Regions from separate parts of the Oryctolagus cuniculus genome. Here region 2 is linked to region 1. The links are chromatin contacts, called in public Hi-C maps. All regions are on one chromosome and are shown on one strand. Each heading gives the region's core, a stretch centred on a gene start, on an enhancer-like site or on the middle of the called end of the contact. The rest is flanking DNA. Distances are from core to core; before and after follow the strand shown.

Region 1 (3,157 bases), core at 269-2,768:
ACTTTGCATTTTGGCATCGCATCACGACTCATTCATTCATACTTACGCCTTATTTTTCCCCCAACAAGTAAATGACCCTTGAAGGCAGAAGCTTTAGGGGTGCCTGTGCCCTGATCTGGCCTCAGGCATTTGTGCCAGCATAGAAACATGCGTGCTGACCCGGTGAGGGCATCATAAGAGCTAGAATTCCAATGTTAGTTCAGAGGCATATCCAGAGATTTTTCTTAATGATAGCCAAGTCCCAGATTACCTACAAGTAACTTAGATATTATTATTGCCTAATATTCACACGAAATCTGCATGATGATGGCCTCATGTTTGGATCACTTTCAGTTCTCTCTCTTTGTCTCTTTCTTTTTCTCTGCTACCCCCCGCCCCCCTTTTGCAGAAGTGGAGGCAAAGTTACCGGAAATCTCAATTGTCAGAGTTCAAAGCCTTCGCTCAACACTTGACATTTGACAGTGTGTCCCCCTCCCCTTCCTCCACACCCTCATCTTGCTTGCACGGGCACAAGCCCTAGAGATAACCATATGAGGCAGAATGCATGCAGTCGGCTCCCTTCTTACATTCGTTTCCTCCTACACAGACTGGCGAGGCACCCTGAGGTTGGCACGTGCTTTGTCCCAGGCCTTTCACGTTTCACTCTGAGGTGGTGGTCGTCGATTAAATGTGGCAGGAGATTCCCCATGTTCACCAGACAGACAGCATGCACCTTCGGGACCAGAGATCATCTAACAGAAAATCTCACCTAACATTCTCAATTTCACAGACCAAGAAAGCGAACTGCCTGAAGCTAGCGTTCGAGACCAATAGAGCAGGCACCAGAACCCAGAATTCTCTTCCCACTCTTCCCGGTCTTCTCTCTGCCTGACCACAAAGGCTCGGAAACTGTCAATTTCGGCTGCTGCACTAAATGTTCCGATGACAGACTTGTCCTGCGTCTGATAGACGACGTTCTCCCATAAACTCATCAGGGGAATGAAGAAACGCGTCATCCTTGGAGGAGGCCGGGAGGAGCTGCTGCCTGTGCGACAGGGGAGCAGCCGAGCTCTCTGGGTGCGTGCTTTCTGCCCCAGGGTCTCCCATTCTCTGTGTGCCATAATCCGGGACTTCTCTTAGAGGCCCCAGTCCCCGGAGGGAGCGTCCAGTTGATGCCTCCCTGGCGAGGCAAGGTGGCGACAGGGAGGAAAGAAAGGCGAGAGTTGCTGAAGACATGGTGGCAGCGTAGGCAGCCTCCGAGCTGGGGACCTCCAGGGAGGTTGTCTGAATTATCCTCCAGAGGCACAGAGATCCCTCTGGGGGACGTTCTTGCCTTTAGATCTTGAGGGAATTTTAGGGTGGAGACTAAATAATGAAAATGACTCGACAAGTGCTGACATTCTCTAAGGAACTGAAATCATGGAAATGAGAATTGGATATGGAAAATGGGAAGAACTCGCCAGAGTTTTGCTTTGCCCACATCCCACCATTGTAGTATACGCATGTGCACACACACACACACACACACGTGTGCTCTTGCGCTGTCTGGAAGGCCAGCAGAGGTTGGTGAGGCCTCTTTCACCCGCCACCATCTGGCTGAAGCCAATCTGTCATCCAGAGTGACACCCACCCCTTCCCATGACACCTGTGTGGGCCACCGCAGCCTCAGGGTAGGAGCCGCCCTCCTCCTCCTCTGTGGCTTCTCCCAGCTGACTCCCTGCTTCCCGGAGGGGTCAGCGAGTCTGGCTTGGCCTGGGCCTCACAGACACCTGCAGCGCTGCCCTGCAGCCCCCGCTCTCGCTTGTGCTCTTGGAGTGCATTCTTGTCCCACTCTTCCAGTCTCCAGGGTCCCCCGAGGCAAGAGAGCCTCCTACTTCCTGGCTCACCACTTGCCTGCGTGCTTCCCAGCGGCCAGGGAGATTTTTCAGAAAACTATTTTTAGAAATCGTAACCTCAGAATAAACACAGCACACCAGATGCTCCTGTTTTTCTGGGGCAACTGAGCTGAGGATCATTGGTTTAAACAGAAAGGTGAAACAGCCAACCTTGGGGTTCTGGCCAGGCGTAGTTTGCAGATTGCTGGGTTTCACTCCCCCTAGTGGCACGATGTTAGAAGACATGATGCCACCCACCCCAGACTACTGGAAATGTATTAGGGTTCAAATGATTTGGGAGAATTCAATTGGACTTTACATGTAGGCAGTCATTTGATGAAAAGTAAGAACAGGTTTAATCCTAATTTTATGAATACCAAAATGTGTTAAGAAGAGTAAGTTAATTTCTCTTGGTCTTTTTTCTTATCTTGGAAGGATTTCTGTTTAAACAAAACTCATTTTTTTAAACTTTTATTTAATGAATATAGATTTCCAAAGTACAGCTTATGGATTACATTGCCCCCCCTCAATGACTTCCCTCCCACCCGCAACCCTCCCCTTTCCCGCTCTCTCTCCCCTTCCATTCACATCAAGATTCATTTTCAATTTTCTATATATACAGAAGATCAGACAAAACTCAATTTTTAAAATGAGGTTATGATACAGCTTCTGAATACCTTCTTTGTTAAGCAAAATATATTTCCTGAGAGGAATCTGCATGTACCAGAAGGCACTGTTAGAGTGCATTTTGCACTGTGTACCTCTTTCTGAAGTTCAGGCCAGCTCTGCAGAGGACAGGACAAGGAAGAATAAATTTGAGGAGGGACTTGTGTGTCCAATGTCAAGAGCAACAATAAGAAGAAGAGAAGAGCAGCGAGGATTTCTGATTACAAGACTCCACAGGACAGAAACGTTGCTAACAGGCACCAACGGCTGTGGCTGTCTGTTTTAGCAAGTTTTAACCCCTTCCAGCCTCAAAAAGACACCAGAAGAAAGCTAAATGACTTTTTCTGTAGATCTTTTCAATTATAGGATTCCACCCTCCAGTGTGGTACAATTTCTCTAACTGAAAGAACGCTGTGGATGAAAAGGTCTTCTTTGACCTGAAGACCTTAGTTCTTTGATCAGAAAAGCTTATCAGAGTGGAAAATAGCAGATGGAAGATTATCTACTGATAGCATAAATGACTGGATTTCTTCTGCAGCCTGGCTGTGGCTTACTAACGTCTGGGTGACAGTAAAATCAAAACAACTGTGGGTGACAAGAGGGAAAACGCGTGCAGTCTTCGATCAGTTAACTCATGC
Region 2 (3,157 bases), core at 193-2,692, 320 kb before region 1:
GTTGCCCATATTGAGTGGCAGCACCATGGGTGGAGACTTAGCCTACTACGTCACAGCACTGGCTCCGGATGGTGCCATGTTGATAATGTGCTCTGGATGGAATGAGCACTGTGCCCTCACCTGAGGGAACAGACGGAGGGAACCACCCCTTCAGGCCCCTTTGTAGGTGTCCTGGTCCCTGAGGATTCTTCCTTCACAACCTAGTCACCCATGAAGACTCACTTGTAGCACTGTCATGGTGATTCAGATTCAACTTATGCATTCTGGAGGACTCATTCAAATCATAGCAGCTCCTTACTATCCGACCGTGGTTCATCTTCTTCAGATATCTGATTATTTGTAAGAACTTTTAAAACAGACTTTCATTAATGCATCCATATGCCTTGTGGATGGAAAATTGGTCTTCTTTGATTTAGAAAAAAAAAAAAAGATCCAAATTCCCCTTTGTAGGCTGCTGAACAAATTGGAATTGCTGGGTAGTCTCTTAGCCATGGTAAGTTCTCCCAACCCTGTCCCACACCAATGTTCCGAGCTGACGCCACCCTGCATCTCCGTATCACGAGATGCCTAGGAGCTGACACCTTGTAGTGCCATGCAGTTGGGAGGCTCCATGCTGAGTGGAGACAGGAGGATCTGTGGGACTAGAAGCTGACACATGCTACCCATAATATCACCTGTGATCACTCAGCAGGGTGTGGCAACTCCAGGCTCCCAGGACAGTGGTTTCCAAGGTCGCAGCCCTCTGTACCCCCAGGCTATGTTCTCTTGAGCACTGGCTGCTGCAAGAGGCAGCCGCTGGGTTCTCAGGTTGGTCTGCATTGCTGCCGTGTTGTCGCTGACATGGCGGGCTGCCCAGGTGATCCGCACAGAAGGCGAGCACAGCTTTGCTTTGAGAGCAAAGTTAGGTTCTCTCTTCTCAGCACCCTGCACTGCGCTTCCGAATTGTTTCTCTCTCAGAAACCTGCCATGTCAGCCCTGCCCTTTCACCAAGGACCAAGCCCATCACTCTTATTGTTTCACAAAGAATTTCCTGGCCTTGAGTCTAAAATTAAATTGCCCTTTGAGAGTTTCCTATTTTGTCTGTTCCTGCCTCTCCTGGTGGCCACACCACCATCGTCCCCCGCCTCCGTGATAGGCACAGGCAGGAGGACCGGGCGGATTTCGACTTTGTCTCCTTACCCTCTGCGTCTCAAAGCAGCGGGACCAGTGTGACCTTCGGGACACATGCGTCCAAGAAGCCCCTTCCCCGCCATGTCCTTTGGGGCCAAATGCAGTCTGACCAGAGCTCCTTGGTGTTGCCAGGACAGCTCATCCAAAAGTGTCAGTCCATGGAAGGGGCTGCTCCCTCCCACAGCATCTTCTGAGGACGGGGGAATCTGGAATCTAATAGAAGCCCATGGAGTTGTTCAGCCCAGGGTCAAGAGTGAAAGCTCGTCGAGCTGAGAGCTGGCCTGTGTCCTGTACAAGCCATCTTCAAGCACCTACCAAGTGAGAGCCAGTGTAAGAGCCCCATAAGCAAGGTACTTCCCGAGGTTTGCTGTCCTCTATTGAAACACAGGGAATGTGTTGGCAAAACGGTGTTTGAGCATGGTTTGGGAGAAGAGGGAAGACAAACAGCAGGGCTTTCCTACATTGTAAGGGCACATTGTCAGGAACCCACACCATGATTCTGACAACCTTTAGCTTTCTAGGCTTCCTCACCCTGCCCTGGTACTTTATCCACCCAAGCTTGTTAGCCACAAGGTCAGGAGAAGGAATGTGGAGGGATCAGCGAAAAGGAGATCTGGAGTTGGCAAAGAATTCGGAGGTCCTCCCGGCCAGCCTTCTCAGGAAGCAAAAGCACTGAGTGTTAAACCGGAAGTCACAGGGCTCCTTCGTGGTAGAGCAAGACTTGAACCCAGGCTTCCTGGCCTCCAGCCCTCTGTCTTTCTGGTAGAGTGCATGAGCGTCTAAGACACCGCCAGACCATGACACAGCTGTATCCTGTGGATGGCGAATCACAGTGCCTATCTACCCTGGGTGAGTTTGGCTTCCTCACTAGGTGCAAAACATGTTTAAAAAGCAGAAGCGTCCAGAAATATTTGTTGTGTCTTATATGTCTATAGCCCTCGACCAAGGCCAGCCCTAGGTTCTGAAATTAACCAAAGCAGAGCGATGTGCCCCCATAGAGTTGACGCAGTGAGTAACCCACACCTAAAGTTGGGTACTGAAAGTTTGAGAAGCAAACACCTGGACATTGCAGGCAGCTTAGCTAAGCACAGATACTAACTGGGAGAAGAGACTGCACACACTGGTGTTCTCCTAACCCCTCTTTCCCAAGGTTGTGGGATTTGGAGGGGGGCAGAGAGGAGAAAGATTGAGCAAAAGGAATGGCTGAGCGATGGCAGGACTGGAGGGGTGGGGAAGACTTGGCTGTAGACAGAGAACCACAAGTGCTGGAGAAGGGTGGTGCCTGCTGCACTAGGCAGGGACAGTCCCTTACCCTGGGGCATGCGGAAGTGGAGCTGGGGAGAAGTCACAGACAGATGAACCCTGTACCGAAGTGGCAGGGGTCGCCTGAGGTGGGAGCGGTCAGAACCAGGTCATGTTCAGAGTGGAGCAGAGACAAGGGTGTGTCCCTTGTCCTGCTGGCTTCCAGACTTCCGGAACTCCACGTCATTGTGCCCAGGATCACATGGGGAGCAATTTTAGGTGGCAGGCTTGTGTCCTCTAGTGACCTGGAGGTGAAGGGAGAGCTGTGCTGTCCCCTAGGGGGCTCATCACGCCGTGAGTGATGGGATAAGGCAGGGATGTACTCGCCTGAGAGGCCAGGGGGACCCTGTGGCTCTCAGCTGCTTGGCTATGTCCCCTGCTACTGAGGGCTCAACTCTTAGTTTCCCTAACCCTGTACACATATCATCCTCCTATGCCTTCAGCTGGAACTTCTTTATTGTTTTGGTCCCCTCCTTTCTCCTCCTGACTGTAGGCAACTTTACAGACCCACAGTTGACCCTGGCTCTTTCGTTTTAGCTGCCTTCCCCATGAATCTGCGCTCTAACTTGATCTTTTGTGCTCTCTCTGGTCCTCTCCTGTCTTGTATTCACCTCTGGGTCCCCATCACCAACTTGCTCTGTCTTCAATCCATCTAAACACAATCAAAAGTGGCATTGTATTCCAC

What was found. Hi-C and Micro-C count contacts between places; a contact is called where the count stands out from the background.
Region 2: a contact with region 1 is called in a Hi-C map of embryonic fibroblasts, with 2.1 times the contacts expected there. The contact joins two enhancer-like sites. A contact is called at or near these places in 3 of 6 Hi-C or Micro-C datasets (embryonic fibroblasts, psoas muscle and an unstated tissue).

The regions. Positions count from the first base shown.
Region 1 is chr1:121,822,547-121,825,703 of mOryCun1.1, reverse strand. No RefSeq gene overlaps it. Among named protein-coding and RNA genes, the nearest start is that of ETS1, 280 kb to the left of the region's middle. Within about 2 kb of position 1,518, at least 1 of the 8 cell types and tissues checked has an H3K27ac peak or open chromatin away from gene starts, as enhancers often do.
Region 2 is chr1:122,144,021-122,147,177 of mOryCun1.1, reverse strand. It overlaps a transcript of ETS1 not described here. Among named protein-coding and RNA genes, the nearest start is that of ETS1, 45 kb to the right of the region's middle. Within about 2 kb of position 1,442, at least 1 of the 8 cell types and tissues checked has an H3K27ac peak or open chromatin away from gene starts, as enhancers often do.